Regions from separate parts of the Sus scrofa genome. Here regions 2, 3 and 4 are each linked to region 1. The links are chromatin contacts, called in public HiChIP or PLAC-seq maps. All regions are on one chromosome and are shown on one strand. Each heading gives the region's core, a stretch centred on a gene start, on an enhancer-like site or on the middle of the called end of the contact. The rest is flanking DNA. Distances are from core to core; before and after follow the strand shown.

The links. HiChIP or PLAC-seq counts read pairs in DNA pulled down with a chosen protein or histone mark.
Region 2: an H3K27ac HiChIP or PLAC-seq map of alveolar macrophages shows a contact between it and region 1. The contact joins the promoter of POLH here to the promoter of VEGFA in region 1. A contact is called at or near these places in 2 of 47 Hi-C or Micro-C datasets (heart right ventricle and liver) and 1 of 2 datasets of contacts at active chromatin or transcription factors (alveolar macrophages).
Region 3: a contact with region 1 is called in an H3K27ac HiChIP or PLAC-seq map of alveolar macrophages. The contact joins the enhancer-like site here to the promoter of VEGFA in region 1. A contact is called at or near these places in 2 of 5 promoter capture datasets (fetal liver and liver), 8 of 47 Hi-C or Micro-C datasets (embryonic fibroblasts, fetal liver, fetal skeletal muscle and 4 more) and 2 of 2 datasets of contacts at active chromatin or transcription factors (alveolar macrophages and skeletal muscle).
Region 4: a contact with region 1 is called in an H3K27ac HiChIP or PLAC-seq map of alveolar macrophages. The contact joins the promoter of MAD2L1BP here to the promoter of VEGFA in region 1. A contact is called at or near these places in 2 of 5 promoter capture datasets (fetal liver and fetal skeletal muscle), 2 of 47 Hi-C or Micro-C datasets (fibroblasts and heart right ventricle) and 2 of 2 datasets of contacts at active chromatin or transcription factors (alveolar macrophages and skeletal muscle).

What each region holds. Positions count from the first base shown.
Region 1 is chr7:38,745,515-38,748,664 of Sscrofa11.1, forward strand. VEGFA (vascular endothelial growth factor A) reads left to right here and starts at 1,584. Exons shown (of 7, transcript NM_214084.1): 1 at 1,584-1,655. The coding sequence starts at 1,590. It overlaps LOC106504420 (a long non-coding RNA gene), which reads left to right. Exons shown (of 3, transcript XR_001297869.2): 3 at 1-854.
Region 2 is chr7:38,567,657-38,570,806 of Sscrofa11.1, forward strand. It overlaps POLH (DNA polymerase eta), which reads left to right and starts at 1,555. Exons shown (of 11, transcript XM_003356630.4): 1 at 1,555-2,306. It overlaps XPO5 (exportin-5), which reads right to left and starts at 1,902. Exons shown (of 32, transcript XM_005666037.3): 1 at 1,613-1,902; 2 at 51-172. The coding sequence starts at 1,717.
Region 3 is chr7:38,906,104-38,909,253 of Sscrofa11.1, forward strand. No RefSeq gene overlaps it. Among named protein-coding and RNA genes, the nearest start is that of C7H6orf223, 86 kb to the right of the region's middle. Within about 2 kb of position 1,633, at least 8 of the 83 cell types and tissues checked have an H3K27ac peak or open chromatin away from gene starts, as enhancers often do. A contact at or near this core is called in alveolar macrophages, fetal liver and liver, where this site is marked.
Region 4 is chr7:38,611,804-38,614,953 of Sscrofa11.1, forward strand. MAD2L1BP (MAD2L1-binding protein) reads left to right here and starts at 1,546. Exons shown (of 4, transcript XM_001929515.6): 1 at 1,546-1,683. It overlaps GTPBP2 (GTP-binding protein 2), which reads right to left and starts at 1,413. Exons shown (of 12, transcript XM_003128412.6): 1 at 1,184-1,413. The coding sequence starts at 1,369.

The DNA of each region.
Region 1 (3,150 bases), core at 334-2,833:
TGGGTGAACTTGGCGAGCGGCGTCTGCGTGAGAGTGAAGACGCGTGTGTCTGGGTGTGTGTGGGTAGGACTCTGAGAGCGCTGGAGGTGGGAGGCCAGAGATCGCCCCAGGATTCCAACAGATCTGTACGTCTCTCTCTTCACCTGTCCCTGTCCAACTTCCCCAAACCCCTATTCTCTCCAATATTCCCAGCGTAAAGGGAATGGCTCTCGAGCCCTGGCCGCACATAACCTCACTTTTCTGTACCCTCCCCCCAAATACCGCGCGGTCGTGTGCCTCTCCGGGCAAAGGGAGGCGGATAGGTCATGTTGAGGCTGTGACCCTTGGTGGGGGTCGAGCTTCCCTTCGCTGGGGTGAAATGGGGGCCCAGGCTTCGTTCGGTATCCCTAGGGAAAGGCAGCGCCAGGGGTCGGAGCCGCGCGCGGAGGGGACGGACTCCAGGGTTGAGGCTGGGCCTGTCCCCGCCCCTGGGCGTGTCGGGGGCGTGCCGGGGCGGGGCCAGGCCTTCTTTTTAGTCAGCTTCTAGCGGTGAAGAGCGCAGAGGCTTGGGGCAGCCGGGCTGCTGGGAGGCCGCGGCACTGGGGGCGAGAGGAGCCGGCGGCAGCGGCGCTCGGTCGAGAGACGCATCCGCAAGGCGGACGAGCCGGCGGGGTCACCAGCTTGGGGGTCTCCGCGCTGGAATTTGATATTCATTTATCCAGGGCTCACCCTCCTCCTTTTTTTCGGAGACATTTTTGGAAAACCGTATTCTTTTCCGTTTTAATTTATTTTTGCTTTCCATTCCCCGCTAAATCGGGCCGATCGTTTGGGGAGATTGCTCCTTTACTCCCCCAAATCACTTCGGATTTTGGAAACCAGCAAAGAGAAGAAAGAGGTAGCAAGAGCTCCAAAGAGAAGTCGAGGAAGAGAGAGAGACCGGGTCAGAGAGCGCGCGCGGGCAAGCAAGAAACGAGAGGGACAGGGGCAAAGTGAGTGACCTGCTTTTGGGGGTGACCGCCAGAGCGCAGCGTGAGCCCTCCCCCTCGGGATCCCGCGTCGGACCAGCAGCGCTGACGGACAGACAGACAGACACCGCCCCCCGCCCCAGCGCCCACCTCCTACCCGGCCGGCGGCCGACCGTGGACGCGGCGGCGAGCCGCGGGCAGGAGCCGGAGCTCGCGCCCGGAGGCGGGGTGGAGGGGGTCGGGGCTCGCGGCGTTGCACTGAAACTTTTCGTCCAACTTCTGGGCTGTTCTCGCTCCGGAGGAGCCGTGGTCCGCGCCGGGGCAGCCGAGCCGAGCGGAACCGGGAGAAGTGCTAGCTCGGGCCGGGAGGAGCCGCAGTCGGAGGAGGGGGAGGAGGAAGAAGAGAAGGAAGAGGAGAGGGGGCCGCGGTGGCGACTCGGCTCTCGGAAGCCGGGCTCATGGACGGGTGAGGCGGCTGTGTGCGCAGACAGTGCTCCAGCCGAGCGCGCGCCCCAGGCCCTGGCCCGGGCCTCGGCTCCGGGAGGAAGAGGAGCCCGCCTGGGCGCTGAGGAGAGCGGGCCGTCCCGCAGCCCGAGCCGGAGAGGGAGCGCGAGCGGCGCCGGCCCCGGCCGGGCTTCCGAAACCATGAACTTTCTGCTCTCTTGGGTGCATTGGAGCCTTGCCTTGCTGCTCTACCTCCACCATGCCAAGGTAAGCGGCCGTGCCCGCCTGGCGCCGCGGGCCGCTGCGAGCGCCTCTCCCGGCTGGGGACGTGCGTGCGAGCGCGCGCGTGGGGGCTCCGTGCCCCACGCGGGTCCTTGGGCACCGGGCGCGCGGCTTCCCCTCTATCCTCGTACATGTAGGGGGAGGGGGCGCGCGCTAGGTGGGAGGGCACCGGGCTAGAGTCTCACCGCCCACGCGGGCCCTGCCCACCCACCAGAGTCACCGCACGTACGATCTGGGCCGACCAGCCGAGGGCGGGAGCCGGAGGAGGCGGCTGAGGGGGCTGGGCTTGCGCTGCCGCCGGCGGCTGAAGTTTGCTCCCGGCCGCTGGTCCCCGAGAACTGGAAGTCCGGGCAGCGGGGGCGGGAGTCGGAGCCCAGCGGGCGGGGGTGGGGGTGCTCGGACCTTGGACCGGAGGAGGGCAGAGAGCGTAGAGGGGGCAGGGCGCCGGCAGGAGAGGGGGCTGGCTGTCACTGCTGCTCGATCTCTGCGGCCCTCGCCGCGAGTTGCGGAAAAGTTTTTGGGTGGATTGCTGCTGGGACCCCCTCCTCTCCGCCGGACCACCTGCGCCGCACCACCCCCGCCCGTCCTCGCTCGCGTCCCGCTCGGTGCCCGCCCTCCCCCGCCCGGCCGGGCGCGCGCGGCGCGGAGCCGATTACATCAGCCCGGGCCTGGCCGGCCGCGTGTTCCCGGAGCTGCGGCGGCCCGAGCCGGGAGCCCGGGGCGGCAAGCGGCGCCCCTCCCCCCGCCGGCCCTCCGCGGGAAGGTGACCTCTCGAGGTAGCCCCAGCCGGAGGACCCGGAGAACCACCCCTATCCCCTCCCGCCGTTCCCGGCCCCTAACCCCGTCCTAGGAGGAATTTCCTGACGCCCCTTCCCCATTTCCTCCTTGGCTCGAAGCGAAACCCTTGTCACCCCTTTATTTTCACTCCCTTATGCCGAGAAGACCCATCTAACCCCTCGCTGGCCCCAGAGTCCGGGGGAAGAATGGCCACTGTCAGGAGTCGGGCTGCTGGGGCCCAGCCGGTGCTTTGTCGAGACTCTACCTAAAGTCCCGACTTGGTGACAGCCTGCTTCCTTCTCCTCCCCCACATTTCCGAGGGAGCTGTACTTTAGCTTTTATGGGGGTGGCCTAAGGGAGGGTTTAAAGAGTGTCGTTTTCCCATTTTACACTTTTAGGGAAAATGGTTGGAAATTTGCTGTGACATGGGCAGTGTGGGACCAGCCCTCCCTGAACCTTTGGAGGGAGCTCCTGCCAGCCTTGCAAACACACTTTGTTCTGGTGAAATGGGCGTTGGAGCAGGAGCAGGTGGTTTGGGAACTCCAAACTTGCCCACCCAGCGTGGTTCTCAGAGGCGCCTCAGGGGTCCTTTGCGCTCCCCCCTCAGGCACAGAGTCCCCTTGGGCAGAGGCAGAAGGAAAGAAACGGGCTAGGGTCCCTGCTGCCACCCGGAGTTCCTCAGACCCTGGCACAAAGGCCTTGG
Region 2 (3,150 bases), core at 305-2,804, 180 kb before region 1:
AAGATTTGCTTTCTCACACACTTTGGTGGTAAGCTCCAAAAGCTCCTTACTTGACAACATGTTCCAAGATCTGAAGGCCAAAATGTCTGACGATGGCAATTTGTGTTTTTTCAGCCAAACGCAAGCCACAGGGGACACAGATAGGGCACTTTTCTTTAAACTCCTCACAAAACTGAAAAGAAGAAAAATCAGTGTTTCCCTTAGAAGCCAAAGTGAGGGGGACTAAAAAAAACCTTCATCTTAAAACTCCAATCTGTGCTATATTTTTAAGTTGCAAAATCTACGTCAATATTATATGAATAAAGAACTGATAAACACTCCTTTGATAGTTCGATTTCCCATGCCATGGCCAACTAATGTTGGGGGGAAAAATGACCTAAATGAGTAAAAAATTATTTTAGACACATTCCCTTGAAGTACATAGGGGTGAAATGAAAACAATTTCTAGGATTCACTTTTAAAATCCTTTGGTGAGGGAAGGGATAAAACAAATGTGGTACAATCTTCACAACTGCTAAGTTTAGGTGAGGTATATAAATGATTATTGTCCTATGCTACTTTTGTGTAGAAAAACAAACCTAATAGAACCCAAATGTTTCTGATTCCAAATCCTGTGGCACACATCTATATATCGTAGTTTCCCTCTAATGAGGCTGACTCTATGAAGTTACAATAGAACCCAAATGTTTCTGATTCCAAATCCTGTGGCATACATCTATATATCGTAGTTTCCTTCTAATAAGGCTGACTCTATGAAGTTACATCTCTTAAAATACACAGAGCACAATTATTTTCTCCTAGTGGAGAAAACCCACATACATTGTTTGATGGGAGAATAAGCTCGAATTGTATTAGCATTACCAAATTATACAAGAGTCAGTCCCCATAGCAGAGCACGCGGCAGTCAAGCAAACTACTTTTAGGAAACCAAAGGGCCCTTGCTAAAATGCAAAGTAAGTGGTGGAAGTTCATCTTTGCCCAAAATAGCCCAAGAGTATCACACAATAAGAGACCTGGTGGGGGGTGGTGGTGTGAGAACTAGCCCAGAAATACCCAAGACACAGAAGAGGGTTAGGGAGAAGTCTAAGGATGTAAGTAAAGAGTCACAAGAAGGGCTTGAGTTCGGTTAGAGTGGGTCGGGAGACTGAGTCAGCAGAGAAATGTTTAGTTCAGGGGAGACCATAAAGAATGTAGCTGGGGTTGGCGACCGGTTGGACACGTGCGCTACGAGAAGACGAGGGGATTTTGGGGATGTGGGTTTGGGAAAATAAAGTGAGTGCAGTCGGCTGCGGAGGGGGTCGTGGCGCGGCCAAGAGTGAAAAGAAGTGGGGAGAGGGGGAGGAGAAAGCAGTGGGAAGTGGTGGCGAGAAGAGGCGGTCACAGGCAGCTATGGATCAGAGAGTGTCCCGAGAGAAGGGCAGGCGCGGCAAGTAGAGAAGGCGGGGAGTGGGAAGAGGCGCGGAGAGCGGCGAGGGGAAGGCCCCCCGGGGTGGGGGGGACGGAGGTCCAAGGGCCGCGTGGGCGGGAGGCGGCCGGAGTTATTGGCTGCGCCAGGACGGCTGGAGCTGGGGGAGGGTCTCGGGGCAGGCCCAGGGCGCCAGACCCCAACTACCTTCAGGGCTTCTAGCCTGTAGCGCTGAGTCGAGCTGGGGTCCATCATGACCGTCACCGCTTTCACCAGCTCCTCGCACAGCGCGTTCACTTGATCCATCGCCATGGTTAGTGCCACGCGCCGCGAGCACGCACCACGGCCGTCCCGGGAGCACGAGGCAAGGACCGCTCCCTGGGCGGGCTCACAAGCTGGTACCGGGCCGCGGCGGGCTGGGGTGGGGGGGCGGTGGGGAGCTGGAGGAGGAGCGTGAGCAGCAGAAGATCCAGCCGGGAAGAAGCCGGCGCTGCGCACGCGCCCAACCCACCACTGCGCATGCGCCCGCGGAAGTGGCGGCTCCCTTGTGACGGTTGCAACTCGGTGGGCGGAGCGGAAGACGTAAGGACCGCGGTGCGCAGGCGCGTCAACGGCCCTCGGCGGCGCGCGCGCTGTCTGATCGCTGACGGGAGGGGCTGTGGGCAGATCGCGCTGGCTCAGGCTGAACACGCCCGGCAGTGCGGACTGTTGCCCCAGGCGAGGATCGTCTGCAGCCCTTGGTCCTTTCCTTGGTCTTTACCGGCAATAACTCTCTCGAAAACGACTGATCCGCTGCCGGAAAGAGGACCGATATTCAAGACCCCTTCATCTTCCTTCCAGTGGACATCGAGCCCAGCATCGGCCGCATCCGCGGGTGGCGGTTTTGCCAGGTGTCACATTGGTAAGAGAATTTAGAACCGTTCGATTTCTGTTTTTAGCCTTTTCGTGTTGTCTTGGCTATTGGTTGTATAATGTAGCAGTGACTGGTGACAGCATGCGGCCGAAATTTCATGAAATAGAAATACTTGCTCATTGAGAAAAGGCCTTGGTATTTATTGCCTCTTAAGAGGATTTTTATGGGGGGAAAAAAAAGGTAGCTCTTGAACCTTCCTCTTCACCTGTTCTTATTTTCCTCGGATGTATCGTCTGATCGGCATCAAACTTGTTTTGTGCAAATTGGGATAAATTGAGATTTTTAAAGATGAATACTTGCAAATACTGAAGGTTTGTACACTTTTGATAATTCGAAGTGCCAAGATTTCAAAGTAGTGTAATCCTTATTCCCAAAGGAGGGTTTTGGCAGAAAGTGCGTTTCACTTTTTATCTTTACACAACTCTTACTTTTTCAAGCAAAATACGTAAACTGAAAATTAAAACAGTTAAAATCTGAATATCCGTTTTGGTGTTTCTGCGTTTAGGAAATGTTTGCTGGGCTTAAGTCACTGCTCCTAATTCGTACTCCACTGCTAGTATTTGTATCTAATATGGTACTATCTGGGGGGGGGCGGTGAGTGTGTGAAACAATGAAGTACTATTTTTAGTCTGGCGTTATCTGTTCCAGTACTACAAAAAAAGCGCTTCCAGATAAAGTGATTGCTGGCATGGTTTTAGCTTATATAAACACTTATATAACAAGTGTTATATAAACACTTATAAGTGTTTAAAGTATCACATTCTGCCTGTCTTAGGTGGGTGGAATTTGTGAGGAATTAATAATGCCTTGACAACTCTGATTTTTTTAATTC
Region 3 (3,150 bases), core at 383-2,882, 160 kb after region 1:
TTGGACCCAGAGCTTCCATTTCTTAGAAGTCCACTGCTTTCCGGGAGAGCCCTCCTGATTTCTGGCTTCCTCTGGCCTCTTGGCTGAGTTTGGCAGGTAGAGCAGCTCCACGCTTGGAGAGAGGGAAGAGTGGATACGCTTCGGCTCCTAGGGCTCCCTGTGGCCGGGAGATGGGAACGAAGGAGCTCTCTCACCCCGAGCCCACCCAAACCTCCTCTTTCAGGCTGCCGTGCCCCACACGCCCTGGGACCACCCTCCTGTCACCCAACCCTTCTGGAGAAGGTGACAGACCCACACTACCAAGGGAAGAGGGGCAGCCTGGGCTGTCAACCAGGGCCTCCCTTTCCCCTCGTCCTTATCCTCCTTGGGGCATTCGGCGTCTCCTCTCCTCCCTGGTCTGTGGACACTGGTTGGCTCTGCCCTGGGCTGGGGCTGTGGGGAGTTCCCTCCAGACGGGAGACACGATGCCCATGGCTTACAGGCCAGACACCTGTGCTATGCAGGGCAATGACGACGGCCCCACGGGGCCCTTTATGGAGAATGACCTGTCTAATCCTCACGACCACACTAGGAAGTTGGTCCCGTAATACATTTTACAGGTAAAGAAGCCGAGGCCCAGAGTGGTGGCATAACTGGCCCAGGGGCTTATAGCTAAGAAGCAGGGTGGGCACCCTGTGGTCTACACCAGAGCCTGCATGCTTACCCTATACACCTGCTCTTCCCAACAAGGTAACTGCTAAACCCTTGGGATTATTTAACTTCGAAATAATTAAAATGAAATACGGGAGTTCCCTTTGTGGCTCAATGGGTTAGGAACCTGACATAGTGTCCCTGAGGATGCGGGTGTGATCCCTGGCCTCCGATGTGGATTAAGGACCCGGCATTTCCGCGAGCTATGACACTGCTCAGCATTGCACTGGCTGTGGCCTAGGCCCACAGCTGCAGTTCCAATTCCACCCCTAGCCTGGGAACTTACATCTGCCGCAGGTGCGGTCTTAAAAAGAAAAAAAAAAAAAACGTGGAGTTCCTGTCCTGGCTCAGTGGTTAACGAATCCAACTAGGAACCATGAGGTTGTGGGTTCGATCCCTGGCCTTGCTCAGTGGGTTAAGGATCCGGCGTTGCTGTGAGCTGTGGTGTAGGTCACAGACGTGGCTCGGATCCCGCGTTGCTGTGGCTCTGGTGTGGGCTGGTGGCTATGGCTCCGATTCGACCCCTAGCCTGGGAACCTCCATATGCCACAGGTGCAGCCCCAGAAGAGACAAAAAAAAAGACCAAAAAAAAAAAAAAGAAATATAATTAAAAATTCAATTCTTCCATTACACCAGCCTCCTTTCAAGTGGTCAGTAGTCACACATGGCTAGTAGCTCCCAGAGTCTTTCCATCATCCCAGAAAGTTCTATTGAACACCCCTGGTCTATGCTGTACTGCCTCTCAAGAATCAAGAGGGAACAATGGAAAATCATCCTTCCGTTGATAGCATAAAATAATAATTAACTGTCTGATAATAATAGCTACAATTTACCAAGCTTCCTACGTGCTAGGCACAGTGCCAAGCCCATAATCCTTACTCAATCCCCGACTCAGGAAGGTTACCCAGGGTCACAGCAGCCAGGAAGTGAATCCAGATCTGGGTGACCCTGGTCTGGTCCTGCCCCCTCCTGCTCCACCCCCTGCTGAGCCCGGAGGAGTCTACAGCCCCTGGGGAAAGGAGGCAAAGGCAAATACGTGCATTGCACAAGAACAGGAATTAAACTAAATCAGCACGTAATTAACATCATCACAGTTCCCCAAGCCTGCTGACCAGAACATTACACTAATGAGGTCAAGGTCTTGATTTTGTGCCCTTTTGAGCATCACTTCACTTCTCATGAAAAAAAAAAAAAAAAAAGCCACACACTCTGCCCTGAGGGCTGCAACAGGCCCCCAGATGTCATGGTGAAGAGGCTGGGAGACTGGATATGTTTCACCAGAGCCTGTGGCCTCTTGTCGGAGGCCAGGCTGGGCCAAGCTGGAGCCAAGGCCTATTAAATCCTGGCAGGTGCCTGTGTTCCAGGCAATGGGGGTGCCAGTGTCTTCCTCCTCTGGACAGAACAGAGTTAGCAGAAAGCAAGACTTGAGTTTGAAGAAAAGATGCAGAAGAAGTTAGAAAAGAGCTTCCGAGATGTGCTTCCTCTCAGGTAAAACTTTTGGGTGGTATGTGGGGATTATAGGGCTTTTTGAGGGCTGGATTTGGGCGGGGAGATCTGCCTTAGAATCCCGTAAAGATTGTTTTAATGTGGGAAAGTCAGCTTCAGTTATATGTCAATCTCCACATGTCCCCTGGGAAGATAAGGACCAGTGAGTGACAAGAGCGGACAGTTCAGCAGAGAGCCGGACACCGACACTGCCCCTGCCCCACCTCCCTGCCCCGTCCACAAGGCCCCAAGGTCATGGAAGCCCTGTGCCTACACAGGTGGGTATCAGTAGATGTTTTGTTTAAATGATCTTTCTCCTTAAGCAAGTGTTGCCTGGGCCAGCATACCCCCAGGTTTTGGGGGACTCTGATGAGGTACCAAAGGCACCAACCAAATGGCTGGCTGTGTGAGTCAGGATAAGCCATGCTGTGCTGCAGTAACAAATGAGCCTTGAAAGCTCAATGGATTCACACTATGAAGGTTTGTTTCTTGCTCATACACTGTGGCCAAGGCAGATTAGCAGAGGCCCTGCTCTGCAGAGTCAATTAGGGACCCTAGATAGCAGAGCCATCAAATTTCAACAGGTGGCTTCCATGGCTGTGCCTGCAGGGGCAGAAAAGAGCAGGAGGGCTTTGCACTGGCTCTCAAAAGCTCTGGCCCCTGAAGTAACAGTCAGCATCTCCATTCACAACTTCTAGGCCAGAGCTAGTATTGTGGTCCCACCTACTGTAGAGGAGCAGGTGGATACGTGGAGGGGAAAAAAATCTCTCTGCCACTTTACCGCTTTTCCTCTCAAAACCCATTTTCATCACCTGTAGAAGGAAGGATTCTAAGGTGCCTTCGAGCGCTGGGATTCCAGATTCCTAGGTGTTTTATTTAAAAGTTGAATGTCCTCAGTGGCATTTGATCTTCCCCTCTCAGAAGTAGTCTTGACTTTTTAAAGGAGGCAAAATTTATTTGACAATCCAATTTAAA
Region 4 (3,150 bases), core at 296-2,795, 130 kb before region 1:
TCCACCCCACAATGGCCTTCTCTTCCCTGTATCACGTAACCCAACACGGAAGCATCCTGTTGCCTGAGCTTCCCCCTCTCACGTGCAAAAGGATATACAATTTGCCTGGTCTACCTGTCCTGAATTTCTGCACTCCTCCTCCCTGGACATTTTATTTTTCTTCTCCCCTTCCTGTCATCATTCCATCCCTTTGAAGGCTCTCTGACTCCCAGGCTCTTACAGGGCTTCACCCATAATCTCCATCTCTTGGAATATAATGGAAATCTTTTCACATCAATAAAGACCTTCCTTGTTTATCATTTTGATGGAGGTGAAGAATAAGTACGGGTGGCTTCAGAAAAGTGGTGCAAGGATGATGGTCTAGGATAATGGTTCTCAACACGTGGTCCCAGGACCAACAGCATTCACATCACCTGGGAACTTGTAAGAAATGCCGATTATCAGGGCCACCTTTGACTTACTCAGTTGTAAATTCTAGGGGTAGAGCAGCAATTCAAGTGATTGTGATACATACTAAAGTTTGAATAATCACTTGATGAGGATCTCCCCCTTGGGTTCTCCTTTTCTAAGAGGGATAGAGTAGCAGTTATCCTCTGCCTTAGGGACAGATGGTACGGGTAGGTGGAGGCTGCCACCACTTCCTCATAGGACAGGCAAAGGGCAGGAGGACTAAGCCTAACTGTTTTCTGGTGTGTGTGTGTGTACACACTCAGGGATAGGGACAGAATATATTGCTCTTTGTGTGTGTGTGTGTGTATACACACTCAAGGATAAGGACAGAACACATTGCTCCTTCCTCGGGTACTCCTCTCCTCCCCGTAGAGCAAGTTTAGAAAACTCTAACTCCTCATCCCAGAACGCACTCTCCCTTCTCCTGTTGCAGCACAGGGAAGGGGCCCGGGGATTTTACTCTGCTCTTCCCAAGGGGATCCCCTTTTCCCACTTCTCCTGGAATTACCTACATCAGAGTGAGGAGATTCCCCTCCTCCCCTCTTCCTCCCCGGGGCCTGACACCTGGTGGGGACGGGGTCAATCTCTCTGTCCCTCCTCCCTGGGGTCCTCGAACCGGAAAAGAAGGGGGTCTTGACACCGGAAGGGGGGTACGAATTCTGTCTCGCCTTCCTGGAGTCCCAGGACCGGAAGGAGTGATTTCCTCTCACCCGGCTGCTTCTCAGGTGCTCACCTCGGGGGGCAGGTACGGAGGGTTGTTGGCTTTGCCCCCTCTGTTCCTTCCGTTCTTCTTTTTCCCCTTCGGGCCCCCGCAGCTGCTGCTGCCGCCGGCGCCCCTAGCCTTGAGGGTTCCGCCCACGGCCGGGCCCCCTCCGGGCCGGCAGCAGCCGCCGAACAGCTCGGATACCCGCGAGTCCATCCGCTGCTGCCGCCAGCCCCCCGCCCGGCCCCTCCCCCCGCCACCGCCGCCGCCACCACCTCCGCCACCGCCGCCGCCGCCGCCCCTACTGCCACCGCCGAGTCCGACCAGCCAGGAGGAGAGCGGGGTGGGGCTCTGCACAGGCCACGCCCCCACCCTGCCCTGGCTTCCAGGTCGCGTCAGAAAGAGTCGCGAGGCATCACGGGATATAGAGTCCTCAAGTCTGAGAGCTCCCTGGAAAGAGTTCGCCGCCGCCCTACCACTCCCAGGAGACATCGCGGCGCAAGGGGGCCGCGGGCGGCTTCGGGGAGTAGGTAAGGAGCGCGCCTATGCGCGCAAAGACCTAGGGGAGCTGTAGTCTGGTTCCCAGTCTCAGAGAGCTGAGCGGGTCTTTAATTAGGGCCTGGGGGTCGTGGGCCAGTTACCGGAGCGGAGGGCTTACATCCGAATTAAGCTTTGTGGGCGCTTCAGAGTTTGGCCCTTTGACGCCAGCCTCCACAACAAGTTTTGAACCTGGAGAACGCAGAATTTGGAGCGAGTGGTCTACTGGCTCCGCCCCTTCCTCAGTTTCTCCCTCGACGGCCGGCGTGCCGTCCGGGTGAGTCAGGACTAATGCCAGGGCGGAGGCGGATGGTGGTTAGCCTAATTAAGGCTTTTTTTGTTGCGAAGATTATGCCACCTTTATACAGTAGTCACTGCTTTATTACCAAGCTGGCACCCTCCGGGGGCTGGTTTTAGCAGCCCGAGACACCGCAGTAGCCCCGACGCGAGGCTCGAACCCATAAACAAGCCCCGCTGCCTTAGGGCCACCAGGATGCCCGCAGCGAGTATTACCCCTCCCCTTTGTTTTGAAGCCGAACCAATCCCGGAACACCGATTTTGGTTTTAAAACCGCCAGGGCTGTGGGAGGGGCCTGGCCCCTACTTGGGGCGGGGCTGGGGCTCCGGTTACGTCAACCACTGCGAGGGCGGGGGAGGTTTCCTGGAATAGAAACTTGGCCCAGGGCCCAGGGGATTGCTGACTTGACTTTCTTGCCAAGCTGTCATCTCGCTTGCTCTTTAGGGCTCTTGCAGTCAGCAAAGAGTAAACACATTCGGTGACATAAACCAGTGTACAAAACACTAGAAAGGCGGAGTGGGGAAGCAGTGTTGCTGGGCGGGGAGTCAGGACGCCAGAGTTCAATTCCCAACCCCATGGCTGACTTGTGACTCACCACTCATCCATTGTATGTCCACTTCCCATCTCTTCACAAACAGCGAGATGCTCATATAGAGACCAGAAACGAAACAGCCCTGCCCACCAGCCCTCGGTTTTCCTTGGAAAACTAGAAGCAGCAACAGTGGCTTACCTCTGGTGATCCTTTCAGGGGTTCAGACCTGGTGGAGTCCATGGCTTCCCCCAAGGACCACAAGGAGAAGACAGGCTACTGATCACGTAGTTGCTGTCCACATGGCATAACTCCCCAAATCGGTGATAGCGGAAGGGCCAAAATCTGCAAAAGGGCCGAGCAGACCCAGCCAATTATGTGATCTTATGTGATCGTCAGTGGCTGGAAGCACGTGCGACTTCTCAACCCCCTTAGCTAAGAAGGTTATGCTGCAGAGGTCGACCTTAGAGAGGGGCGAGGGGCACAACTTCTCCAGGGAAACTGCTACTTAGAGGCTGAGACAGAAGAACTCAGTGAGAGATCTCAAAAAGGATGGGGATTGGAAGTGAGAGCCAAAACTATTCCCCCGATATTCTCACCACCAGCAGCTCTGGGCTCTCTTGATAAGCAGGGC